2 separate regions of the Gossypium hirsutum genome follow, and region 1 is linked to region 2. The links are chromatin contacts, called in public Hi-C maps. All regions are on one chromosome and are shown on one strand. The core of a region is the stretch at or near the end of the contact, and the rest is flanking DNA. Distances in the headings are between cores, read along the strand shown.

Evidence for each region. A called contact is a pair of places that touch in the nucleus more often than the background predicts.
Region 1: a Hi-C map of leaf shows a contact between it and region 2, with 2.9 times the contacts expected there. The contact joins two enhancer-like sites. A contact is called at or near these places in 14 of 34 Hi-C or Micro-C datasets (anther, callus, fibers and 4 more).

The regions. Positions count from the first base shown.
Region 1 is chrA02:5,166,729-5,173,774 of Gossypium_hirsutum_v2.1, reverse strand. LOC107940543 (serine/threonine-protein phosphatase PP1 isozyme 2) reads right to left here and starts at 49. Exons shown (of 4, transcript XM_016873988.2): 1 at 1-49. It also overlaps the pseudogene LOC107940532. Within about 2 kb of position 4,919, at least 1 of the 9 cell types and tissues checked has an H3K27ac peak or open chromatin away from gene starts, as enhancers often do. A contact at or near this core is called in leaf, where this site is marked.
Region 2 is chrA02:5,116,158-5,122,853 of Gossypium_hirsutum_v2.1, reverse strand. No RefSeq gene overlaps it. Among protein-coding and RNA genes, the nearest start is that of LOC107940538, 15 kb to the right of the region's middle. Within about 2 kb of position 4,878, at least 1 of the 9 cell types and tissues checked has an H3K27ac peak or open chromatin away from gene starts, as enhancers often do. A contact at or near this core is called in leaf, where this site is marked.

The sequences.
Region 1 (7,046 bases), core at 3,670-6,169, 51 kb before region 2:
AAGAAGATGATGATAATGGAAAAATTAGGATTTAAATGTAGAAAGTTCCATGGTATATTTACAGTTCAATCATATAATAGATATGTGAATTGTTGTAATCACAAAAAACATGGCTTGGAAAGGTTTAATTTTATTTTTAGTATCTATATTTTTTGAATTTTTGAAATCTAGTCCTTTGTTTTTATTTTTAATAATTTAGTCACTTGTTTGATTGATTTGAAAATGAAAATCCAATTGATTACTATGATAACAATTTCAGTTAGATTTTGAATATGTAGTATTTTAATATTAAAAAATTAAAATCTAATTGATAACATATATTTAAACTTAACAGAAGAAATCGATTAAAAATATTAAATTAAAAAAATTATAAAGAGTATAAAGATTGGAGTATAATTAAACACTTTTTTTAAGCATAATTTTTAATTTTTCAATAGATACAAACCAAATTTGAATAGAACTAATTATAATCTATTAAATCTACCAACCGATAAATGCATATTCCCCTATAAATGTTTAGGGTTTAGTAAAATAAATCACTAAAAATTATTAAAAAATATTAAAAAAAGTAAGTTCAATTGGCCCGTATTAATTCGCAGGCAATTACTTTAGTGCCCCTCAATGGACTGATTCCTAGATTGATCGGCTTGTCTAAATTGATTCAAAAACCATACCAAGAGCCGGAGGCAAATTTAGAGGGGAAGGTAAGGCCTTCGACCTCTTAAAATGGGGTGTTTTAGTCCCTTAGTAAAATTACATTTCAACCTCTCTAAATGATGAGATTGTAATTAGTCCCTCTTGAAATTATAACGTTATAAACTGATAATAGAAAAATTATAAAAATTAAACTTTCAAGCGCTTCAAAAAAATTTCCCAGTTTAGTTTTTATTAAAAATCAATATTGTACATAAATATGGAAAAGATTAATATTCATAGATTATAAACCGGAAGCAAAAGATTCCTTGATTATAAAAAATAAAACATGCATATTCATATAGGCGGGGCCATAGGACAGAATGGCAAGTGGCAAAAGCCGATAGTTGAAGCTGAGGAAGGACTCCAATTGTTTAATGCTTAGTATAATAATTTAGAATACGAGGCAATGAAGTTGCCCACATGTTCATTGTTTTACCAAAACTGGGTTTTTCATTTATTTATTATTTTGGAACGACCTTCTATTTTAAGTCAAAGATAATCTTTACCTAATTATTAACGACACCTTTGTGTGACTTGTGGTCTAAAATTGTCAACTCCACATTGATCATGAATTTAATTGCACTAATTTGATTTTTAATTTCAATTAAATATTCAACTACAGTATATATAACAACATGGTTTAATTAATATGATCTTTTGTATTTTATATGGTTTTTCAAAACATATATTATCATCATTTTCCTAATTTATTACAATTTTCATATGAATAATCTAAACTTAATCAATAAAAATAAACTTGATTAGAGAATTACAATAGGGATTATAAGACTTAAAATCCAAAAGAAAAAAAAAGTGTCAAAAGGAAGCATTCAAATGCTTTACTGAATTTAATTTTTAATCTCATTTGATTTAAAAAATAATAAGAAGTTAGATTTGAAATATCTTAAATTCAAAGTTTGAAATTCAAATAATTTTAATATCAAATCTAAATTACTTAAATTTGAAATCATTTAGTCTTATTCTCCTTTTCTTTTTCGTAGAAAAACTTATCTACTCAATTTTTTTCAAATTAAAATTTTGTTTTATGTACAACATCGGTCTTCGAGTAAGTTACTGGTTGCGGTTTCTGTAACATTTTTTTTGTGGTTTTTATTTTGTCCAATATGTTTTTAGTAATTTTCTAGCGTGAGGTTTGCCGAACAATGTAGTCGGTTTCGGTTGCATTAGTTGGTCCGTACCATTTCATAATAAATCGAAACGACCGATTCTATTTTTTACATTGGTGTAAATTTTGGCTTGTGATGATTGCACTGCTTCATTCTGACCAATTCTAGTTGCACCGACTGGTGAATGAATAATGTTAAAAATAGATAAAATTATTATTTTAACCAACATAATTTTTTTTGGTAAACCAAACAATCGATTACATAAAATGATTCATGAGAGAGTTATCAACAAAATTATCATCCTGCAAAATATCTTTTATCCTGGAAGGAGGAGACTCGAAGATACGCAGGGAGGAACCATTAGATAGGGATATTTTAGCCAAAGCATCAGCAACCCGATTGGTTTCTCTAGGAACATAAGTCAAGAACCAATTTTCTTCCGAAGCCAAAATTTGTTGTATCCTCTTAATAAGTGCATTATTAGAACCACCAGCCTTACTTTCACTAATCAAGATCACATTCTCAAGATTATCTAAACGAATGATGACCTCATCATAGCCTTGTTTCTGAGCGATGAGCAAACCATCCAGCAAGCCCCATAGTTCAGTAGTCGCGACAGAACATTTCCCCAAGAAGTGAGAAAAATCAAGGATCCACTCCCCTTTATTGTTATGCAGCACACCACCTGCAGCAGAAAAACCAAGGATCCACATTAAAATTTTTTACTAACCAAATTTAAACAAGGTAAATGAGAAACTTTAAAATTTAGAGTACCAAAATTAATAAATAAAAAAGAAAAAAAATTATATAACAAACAAATTAAAGAAAAAAAAGACAATTTTTAAAAGCTTCACAATCACAACTATATGCATATGTTTTATTTATTAAACTTCGGTTTTATATATTTAGATTGAGATGATCTTATTGTAATATCTTTTAAATAATCTTGTGGATATATTTTTTTTTTGTTTAGTGTGTGGGATGTTTGTTTTCTCTTGTGTACTTTTTTTTTAAAATAATCTCATTATAGCCTATGATCATAATTGATCTTTTTGACACAATGCTTAAAACTACCAATAGTCCCTCTCCAGCCCATAAATAAGAGGATAATACACTTCAGCACACTCGAACCAACGTCCTCCTGTATTGGCAACAAAACCTATAATAAGATTATAATATATATATATATATACATACACTAGATTACGATACACTTACAATATGAGTAAAAAAAATTATGCAACAAATTTATAAAAAAATTGATATAAAAATTAAATGTAGCTTTGGTTGAAATGATAACATTGAGGATGTTTTGTGCTTAAGTCCCATGGTTTCTACCATGTATATGTATTTTTATGATCCATCGAAGTATTAGAAAGACTTATATACCCTCAAAATAATATCTGTTACTTAATAAAAAGAATGAACTTTTGATAATTTTATAACTGAATTTAGACCCGATTAATGACACTAATTTAATCAAATACATTATAATAATACAAATAGTGTAAAGTAATAATTTTATCAAACAAGTCAATTGTATTTTCAATTTGTAACTTGTAAAGACAGGGTGGTGATGGATAGATAGGCAGTGTCTTGGTCCTTGTAGGATGAAGAGAGCTGTTCTTGTAGGATGAATTGTCCCAACACCGAATTCAAGTTGCAGGGATGCGTAACGATGTGAATCGCATCAAAAGTGTGGTTGAGGGAAAATTAGGATTTCATGAAAGCAAGCAATGTTCAGGTCTTGACTGATGCACCAGGCTCGACGCCGGTTCTTCTGGCTACAGGTGCAAGCATTAAGCACACTTAATGAAATGGCGAAAAAGGCTAAACCAAAGGATGTCTTGTTTTTCTACTTCAGTGGACATGGAACAAGGATTCCAATCCTTCAATCTGGTCAGCCTTTCAGGCAGGATGAAGCAATCGTGGCTTGTGATTTAAATCTTATCACTGGTACGTAAATTTTCCCTTGCTGCTTTAATTTGTTCCATTCATGTTTAAATTGACTGAGTGTTTTTTTTTGTCATGATTTATTTGCCTCTCCAATTTTATAAAAAACATTATTTTAATTTTTCGTTTATTAATGTTAAACTTGTATTGTTTGTCAAATCAACTTAAAATGGATCGAAAAGTCAACATCTGTTAACTTTATTGATGTGACATATACGTGGATTGCCACGTAGATGTCACATTAGCGAATAATTAATTTTTTAAAATTAAAAATATTAAAATAATTTTTTTATAATTTTTATACTTTCTTTGAATTTTTATATTTAAACAATTAATTAATTGCAAATGTGGCAATCTACATGTGTGCCACGCCAGTTCTATCTATTTTGAGGTGATTTGACAAGTCACACAAGTTTAAGGGTTAAAAGAGGTAAAAAAAAATAAATGAAGAACTAAAATAATTTTTTTTATGAAGTTAAAGGGCCAAATAAATCATTATACCTTTTATCATTACAATATCAGAAAGAGGAAATGGATGATATGATTTGTCATCTAAGTTCACAAAAACTTTAACCACTGTTTCAAACAAGTCTTGACAAATTAACGAGAGATTTACTTTACTTATATTCATACTAGTATCTATCAGTACTATCATTTAAAGCTTTGCTTGAGTTAATCTTACTCTCAATCATGTCTCAACTCAGTTGTGAAATTATCAAAATTTTTATAAAGCAACAAATATAATTTTTAGAGTATTTTTATCTTTTTCACATATAATTTTTAAAAAAAAACATGCATATAATATGAAGTATAAGCTTAATGCCTCAAAATCTTCCTTCCTTTAAACTTTACTATTTCAAGCAAAGTGTTTGCATATGTGAACTTCCTTTCATAAATTATTGGATACATAAATAAAAACTCAACAAAACTTCCAAACTGTCAATGCAAATGTCATTAACCATGTATCGATCAAAAGCTGAATCACAATTCACCAATGAAGCCATTATTCAACCCATATCTTTCTTAGCCTTTTAGGCTAACATCAAGAATCATCTAACCCAATATTTTTAAAGGTCAAAAGCCCATATAATCTTTTTCTCTAAGCCTTTTTGAGTATGTCTCCTACCCCCAAGAGGCCTTTCTTTTAACCTAGCTCAATAATGAGGCCTTAGTTTTTTTATGGCTACATTTCTATGGAAAATGAAGGTCCATAGTCCGATAACTATTTGAAATTGATAAAATATTATTAACATGTTTGAATAACAGAGTCAAGAAAAAAGTTTAAGCTTGATCCTAATGGTTAACATATTTTCCGCTTTATATGATTGTTAATTAAATAAAAAGTTATTTTATGTATTAATTCTTACGATTTCTGCTATTGGTGGAGTGACCGCAAGTTTTGATATGTTAGAGGATATCATTATTGTTGAACCTAATATTTTGCGGGTAAAAGACTAATTGAGCAAACATTGAATAAAACAATATTGAAAGGTTCATAGACGACTGGATATAAGAGTTTATTTGATCCAATCGTACCACGTAATCCTTTTCTAGTGAGGTAGTTGTAAAAAAATGTAATTATATCTCTAAAAGAAATAAAATCTTTAAAACAATTTAAAATTAATGATGGTTAATTACAATGTAATTATTTTAATTCTCACGCTCCTCTACAAATTAAAGAATGTAATTAAAATGTTTTAATGATATTCACTTCAATGATACCACTAATTATAATAGTTATCTAAATATGTAACATATAAGTGTTTATATTCAAATTCTATTTGCTTTCTACACAATTTTCATAATCTACGGTGTCAAAACATGTAGAAGGGATTGTATGGAACTATGATTCCACGTCATCTCTACCCATTTCTAATAGGAAAATGACAAATCAGATTTTTTCTCTTGAAAATCAAGAGAAAAATCTGATTTGTCATTTTCTTATTGAAAAGAGGTAGGGATGACATGAAATCACAGTTGCATATAATCCCTTCTCTAAAACATGTACACAATTGTCAATATTAATTCAAATTTTTTGACACATGATTAAACTTTGGATAACACGCAATTGCTAGGGGAAATGAGGGTGCTAGTTCACATGCTGTAGCGGTGTTGAATGATGGAAATGAGAGTGGTACTGGTAGTTCAAGTTTACACCTCCATTATTGACAAATTTGTACCTACAATTTCATTTCAACAACTAACCCTAAACCTATTTTGTTATTTTCTTTCAAAAAGAAAAAGAAATATATCTCATACAGTCTGTATGTATGTATTTATTTTCTTTTCTTGTGGGAATGAAATGTTGGGCACTCACTCACGTGATACCACTTGGACGCTAGGAACTACATATTTACAGGGATATGAATTTAAAATTAAAAACTATATATGATTTCTAAAAGCTTATATAAATTAAAATGGTATAGTTGGTTGATTGAGTCTTAATTTGATTGGTATGAGTATTATTGTCAATGCAGGAGGACGTAAGTTCGAGTACATTAAAACGCATTATCCTCTTATTTATGAGTTAGAAAATGATTATGAATAATTTTAAGTATTATATCAAAAAGTTGAAATTATAAAAACAAAGAAATAATAAAATAGAACCACTTGTATAAATTTCGTTTTAAGAAAGAGCTAATTTTTCTTCAATATCTACTAGCACAATTGTATAAATTTCTTCTACCATGAGTAAGGCCATGTATCCATGCTCTAAAATGTCAACTAAGTGGGACCTAAATGGACCCTATTTCATTTATGAATTACTTCAAAGATTTAATAACATCTAGCTGACTAATTCGAAAGGTATTAAAACTAGAAAATGGTTTGACACTTGGGGCTAACAATAAGGCTCCTTTACCACTATAAAAAGGGCTCTTCTCATAGCACCATGGAAAGCAAAGAGCTCAATGATGGCTACTACCCATTTGCTAATATTGCTACTTGGAGTGGTGGCTCTCGCCACTCCCTCTTTTGGTACCTACGAGTCTCCCAACTATGGGAAGCCCCCTGCTCCTGTTCATAATCCTCCTAAGCTGAAACCGCCACCATATGAACATAAACCTCCGGTCTATGAACCACCAAAGAAGGAGAAGCCTGAACCTAAGCCACCAGTTTATACACTTCCAAAGAAAGATAAGCCTGAACCGAAACCACCAGTATATGAACCTCCAAAGAAGGAAAAACCTGAGCCTAAACCACCAGTTTATACACCACCAAAGAAAGAAAAGCATGAACCCAAGCCACCGATGTATGAACCACCAAAGAAGG
Region 2 (6,696 bases), core at 3,629-6,128:
TTATGTATGGTTCCTATCCACTGTGAAATCTAGAATTTTTCCATGAAAGAAATATCACTCCAAAGTTTTAAAAGAAGTATACATAATGCATATGAAAAATAAAGAGAACCCTTAGCTTTAAAACTAAAAAAGTATTCCAATTAATACACACAAAAATCAAAATCGACTTGGATTATTTCATGAAAATTAGGTAAACTTACCAAGACACCTTATTTGTTCCCACCTTTAGTCTCTAAATGCAATTTTATTATTAAAACATATTTTTTTTTCTTTCTTCTTCCTTTTTTTTTGCTTAAGAATATATTAAACCTTTTGACGCGAAGAGAGAGGACAGCCAAGCACCCAACTTCGATTACTCAACCCAACATACTCCTAATTTATTATATTTATATATGTTTTTTTTAAGAATATATTGATCCTTTTGACGCGAAGTAGGATGAAAACCCAAGCACCCTACCCCGGTTACTCAGTCAATCACTTTTTTAAGCTGCACTCATAACCATGGAGACATCAAATTTTATTATTATTGTCGAAACCCATTTTATTTTGAAAGCAATGGGGATCGACTTTTTGAAACGAAAATGTGGAGTCGCCACCAATCTCTTTATTTAGGTGCGATTGAGCCACCTACTAAAACGCTTTATTCAATGAAAAAAAAATTGGTTTAGGTAAAATAAAGAAAAACGGGTTCGGGAGTCGGTTACGCATGAGGAAAGGTTAGCACCCTCATTACGCCCAAAAACTGTTACCAAATTGATTTCATGCTGTCCTTATATCAAAAGTTTTTAAAAGAAAAGATTTTCCAAAAAAATGTTGAATAGCTCAAATTAGTGGTTAAAAATATCTCGTTTCAAAGATATGCAGTTTCATACCTAGTACATTAGATACTATCCCTTATACCTTTAAGATGTGATCGATTTTCGAATTTTGAAAAAAAACTCATACATTAAAATTATAAAAGGTTATCCAAATATTTGGTTCACCGGAAAAGTCATACCCAGTACGATTGAGCACGATTTTTTGAATTCCCCAAATATTAGATATTGCCTTATTTCGAAATTTTTGAATAACAGAAATTTAAAAATTTGCTTAAAAAACATTTTATTTATTTTAAAATAGACGAAATACTTAATGCATTGTAAAAAAAAAGTTAATGAATATGAAATAATATACACAAAGCACAATAAACCTCGCTTAATACATCTAACAATCATTCTGGGTATAATGTAATCAAAGATTCTTTAAGCATGGATAGTGAATAATTATTACAAAATAATAATAATAATAATAATGGGGCCAAAGTGAAAACCCGCAAAGGGCACTTTGAGACCCAAATAAGAAATGGAAAGGGCCAAAGTAAAAACCCGCAAAGGGCGCTTTGAGACCCAATAATTAAAAAGAAAGAAAAAGAGAAAAAAAGGAGAGGCCAAGGTGAAAACCCGTGAAGGGCGCCTTGTGACCAAAGGGGATTTGAGTTGAAAACCCGAAAAGGGCGGCTCAAATATGGATCCAAAGTGAGGAGACTGTGATCTTGATATACCTGAATTAACCATGAAGGGGATATGTTGTATCTTGGGGCATTGACAAAGTGCTTCTGATCTCTTAAACACATGTTGAGTTTGAATTGGTCTTCAAGAAGTTTGTACAGAGAAGCTCGGGTTGCGATAACAAGGGTACCTAGTCTTCATTTTCAGTAAATTGATTATCTTTATCCTTTCTTTTTCAAGATATACATTCCTAAATTAATGGCCATTGTTGTTCTTTTGATAATTTACTTTGAATTCAAGATTAATTTCCATTCTTGTTCATTATTACAATTTGATTGCAAGCATGTTGCATTGACATAATGATGAATGAACTAGTGATGTTCTTACAATAGAAGTTTTGCATATTACTCTAGGAGTTTCTAGATAATGCAAGAATCTGAAGTGAGATAATTGTTTGAAATACGCTCAAGTTCAATGATATATTTGATAAATCGCCTTTTTGAGATCTCTATCCAAATGATAATGGAGCAAACAGGCAGGATATAGTATTGATGATGCAATTTTATTTTTGAGAAAAAGGAAATGACGTTTATACAAAGAGCAGAAATGCACATTTGGCTATAGCACCTGAGAAGTGAGGTAGCAGATTAAACAAAGGGAAATTCAACTATGAGTTATAATGTTTTGTCTTAAAAGGAGTAGTAGAGGGGACGTTGGAATTACAGTGGGGCAAGCTCGCCAGACGAGATAGGTTGTTTCTTTGGGATACTCCTTTAAGATGATGGTTGAGAAAATGCGTCAGTAATAGCATATTAATGAGCAACGAGTGACAATACCCTAAATTGTTAAAATAGAATCATCCTCATTTTTGCATATATTATCCATAACACATTTAGTTAGGAGCATTGGGTCATAGCATCCTAATAATTTGGCATAAGCATGTGCATATAAAATAGAGTCTATAGGATAGGTCCCCAAGAGGGCGGTGTAGCAACGTTGGTAAAGATTGAAGATCTTACTTCCCTGAAGTTGCAGTGGAGTAGATCTTTGCAGATGGTGAATCTTATCTCTATGTAGCAGCAATGGAGCAGATTTTACCACCAAGCTTTATCTCTCTGAGGTAGCAAGAGAGTAGGTTGAAGAATGAGTCTTATCTTCTTGAGGTAGCAAGGAAGCAGACTAGGAATTAAAGATTTTATCTCCCTGAAGTTGCAGTGGAGAAAGTTGAAGTAAGTTGTAGTGGAGCAGATTGAAGATGGTGAATCTTATCTCCATGTATCAGCAATGGAGCAGATTTTACCTCCAGCCTCATCTCTCTAAGGTAGCAAGGGAGCAGGTTGAAGAATGAGTCTTCCTGAGGTAGCAAGGAAACAGGCTGAGAATTGAAAATTTTATCTCCCTGAAGTTACAGCGGAGCAGATCTTCGCAGATGGTGAATCTTATCTTCATATATCGACAATGGAGCAGATTTTACCACCAAGCCTTATCTCTCTGAGGTAGCAAGAGAGCAGGTTGAAGAATGAGTCTTATCTTCCTGAGATAGCAAGGAAGTAAACTAAGAATTGAAGATTTTATCTTCCTGAAGTTGCAGCGGAACAGATCTTCGTAGATGGTGAATCTTATCTCCATGTATCGGCAATGGAACAGATTTTACTTTTAAGCCTTATCTCTCTAAGGTAGTAACAGAGCAGGTTAAAGAATGAGTCCTATCTTCCTGAGGTAGCAAGGAAGTAGACTGAGAATTGAAAATTTTATCTCCCTAAAGTCGTCACAGAGCAGATTTTCACAGATGGTAAATCTTATTTCCATGTATTGGCAATGAAGTAGATTTTACCACCAGCCTCATCTCTCTGAGGTAGCGGGAGAGCAGGTCTTATCTTTTTGAGGTAGCAAGGAAGCAGACTGAGAATTGAAGATTTTATCTCCCTGAGTTTGTAGCGGAGCAGATCTTCGCAGATGGTTGAAGAATTTATCTTATCTTCCTGAAGTAGCAAGGAAGTAGACTGAGAATTAAAGATCTTATCTCCCTGAGATTGCAGCGGAGCAGATCTTCGCAAATGGTGAATTTTATTTCCATGTATCAGGCAATGAAGCAGATTTTACCACCAGCCTCATCTCTCTGAGGTAGCATGAGAGCAGGTTGAAGAATGAATCTTATCTCCCTGAAGTGGCAGTGGAGCAGATTGAAAATGGTGAATTTTATCTCCATGTATCGGCAATGTAGCATCGACAATGTAGCAGATTTAACCTATCAACCTCATCTTCCTAAAGGTGTTTGGAAAAGAGAAGCACCAAAAAGCTAAAAAGCCAAAATTGAACAAGACCAAGCAAAATCGGTTCTTTTGAAGTCTTTGCTCTATTCCCGTTACACGTCAATGAGCAAAGAGGGGCAGCTGTAGTCAACCAATTTTGCCCGGGCCCATTTAATTTATTTAAATAAACCCAAATAAATTGAAATATCTATGATCATGTCCAAATTTTACATCATCAGGCCCAAAATAATAAAAAGTAGCCCAAATACATTATTTAACCCAATTAAAGCCCAATCCTAATAAACCTAAAGTCTAGCCCAAATCCGAAAGAGCCCAGCAGAAAAGGGAATTTCAGCAGCAGCCCCTGGAATATACTAGAAGTGCACCAGAGAGACGATTTCTCACGCACAGCTTTCACGAGGGGCTTTCTCCGTACAGTCGTTGCACCATACCTGCAAAAGAATATACGAGGAGCAGCAACAGAATGTACAGCCAAATGACAGAGGGAAAATGTATTTTTATTTTTCATTTATTCTGTAAATTTGGGCTATAAAAAGCCATTATTTGTACCTTGATTCTGTAGGTACACAATATCTGTATACACGCACAAAGAATAGAGGAAAGCAATTTAAGATTGATAGAGGTGATTTCCTATTTTTCTTTTTTCTTTTCCAGTTTTTTTTCCTTTTATTTTCTTCTTGGTTTGCTCATATTTTTTTTACATAACTGGAGACCGATGAGAGCCCCAAATATTTCTGCTATGCGGATGTGAGGGCGAGAGGTCAAGCAATACCGAAACTCTTCGTATTTTATGAATCTCTTTTTGTTTTTTTTTTTTAAATAGTATGAGACTTGAGTTTCTTTTCAAATAAAGTAAAATAAAATAAAATACTTACCAAACTCCTCAATGGGTGGTCGAGTACCTACAGCAGCAGAATCGGGAATGGTTTCGCGCGCCGCTGGACACCAAATCTGATGGTGATTCGGCCGCATGCAGAAGGAACCGTAGCAAAAATTGCGTTCTGATTTCAAATTAAAAAGATGGGTGTTGTTCTGGAAAAAAAAGGTGCAAATGAAGGCCTAAGGGCACACTTTCAATGCGGCGCCGTTCCAAGGGAATTAAGACCCGCGCGCTGACCCGCTTAATTAGCAGGATCCGCACACCCATTCACAAAATGGGGAAATTGCGCATCAAATCCTTCATGTCGCGCTGGGCTTTCAATTTGCGCTTAATTTGTTTACTTTGTTTTTTTGAATTTGGCCATATAATTGTGCGTCTTTTCACTCTGATCTGTGTTTTAGTGTAGCGTTGTGGGGCGGGGTATTTACAATTTTGGTTCCTACATGTTTGTGCGCATGGCACATTGATCTTATTCTTATTTTATTTCATTTGTAAATTGTTTCTCCTATTTCAATTTTGTTTCAATTAAGTCTTATTTTTTTTTTATTTTATTGCACATACATTTTTTTTACATGCTTAATCATTGGTTGTGATATTTTGGGTCGTTTTGATAGCTGAATTTTGTAATTTTTTTTTGTTTTTGTCCTATTATTTTAATAATTGGTATATTATTTGAAGTAAAATTCATTTTGGTTTGTGTATGCTATTAATTCTATGTTTTTTTTTACATATCTTAATGTTTATATTCTTTTGAGAATTTATTATTTAAGTTGTTATTTAACGTATATTTAATACTTACATGCATCATAGAAGTCATATTGTTTTTATTCATGTAATTTTTAATAGGTTTGAATATAATTATGTTCCTAAAATTTATTACATATAATTTATGATAAAATCAAATCAATCTTATAATTCATTTTTTTATTCAATATTATTTTGAACATACAATTATCTTTAAAATTTCTTCATATGTTCATTACCCATATTAAATTATTATTTTTATAGTACGTGTTATTAATTTTGTATAAGTTATGTAAATATTTTCTATGTATATATCCTTTTTTCTAAAATTATTTATGTGTGTAATATTTTTATTATCGTGTATATTATTATTATTATTATTATTATTATTATTATTATTGTAATAATTATTCGCTATCCATGCTTAAAGAATCTTTGATTACATTATACCTAGAATGATTGTTAGATGTATTAAGCGAGGTTTATTGTGCTTTTTGTATATTATTTCATATTCATTAACTTTTTTTTTACAATGCATTAAGTATTTCATCTATTTTAAAATAAATAAACATGTTTTTTAAGCAAATTTTTAAATTTCTGTTATTCAAAAATTCTGAAATAAGGCAATATCTAATATTTGGGGAATTCGGAAAATCGTGCTCAATCGTATTGGGTATGACTTTTCCGGTGAACCAAATATTTGGATAACCTTTTATAATTTTAATGTATGAGTTTTTTTCAAAATTCAAAAATCGATCACATCTGAAAGGTATAAGGGATCGTATCCAATCGTACTGGGTATGAAACTACATATATTTGAAACGAGAGATTTTTAACCGCTAATTTGAGCTATTCAAACATTTTTTTGGAAAATCTTTTCTTTTAAAAACTTTTGATATAAGGACAGCATCAAATCAATTTGGTACCAGTTTTTGGGCGTAATGAGGGTGCTAACCCTTCCTCATGCGTAACCAACTCCCGAACCCATTTTTCTTTATTTTACCTAAACCAAATTTATTTATTTTTCATTGAATAAAGCGTTTTAGTAGGTGGCCCAATCGCACCTAAATAAAGAGATTGGTGGTGACTCCACATTTTCGTTTCAAAAAGTCGATCCCCATTGCTTTCAAAATAAAAAGGGTTTCGACAGCTTGGCAACTCCACTGGGGACTGAACAAAGAGAGTCAGGCCATAAAATTGATTGTTTGCTATCCTTTTAATTGAAAATTTGTTTTGAAAAATTATGATTCTTTTAATTGCATTTGCTTGTGTGATGGTTGTGTTTCGAGTCTTGTCTAATAAATATGGCATT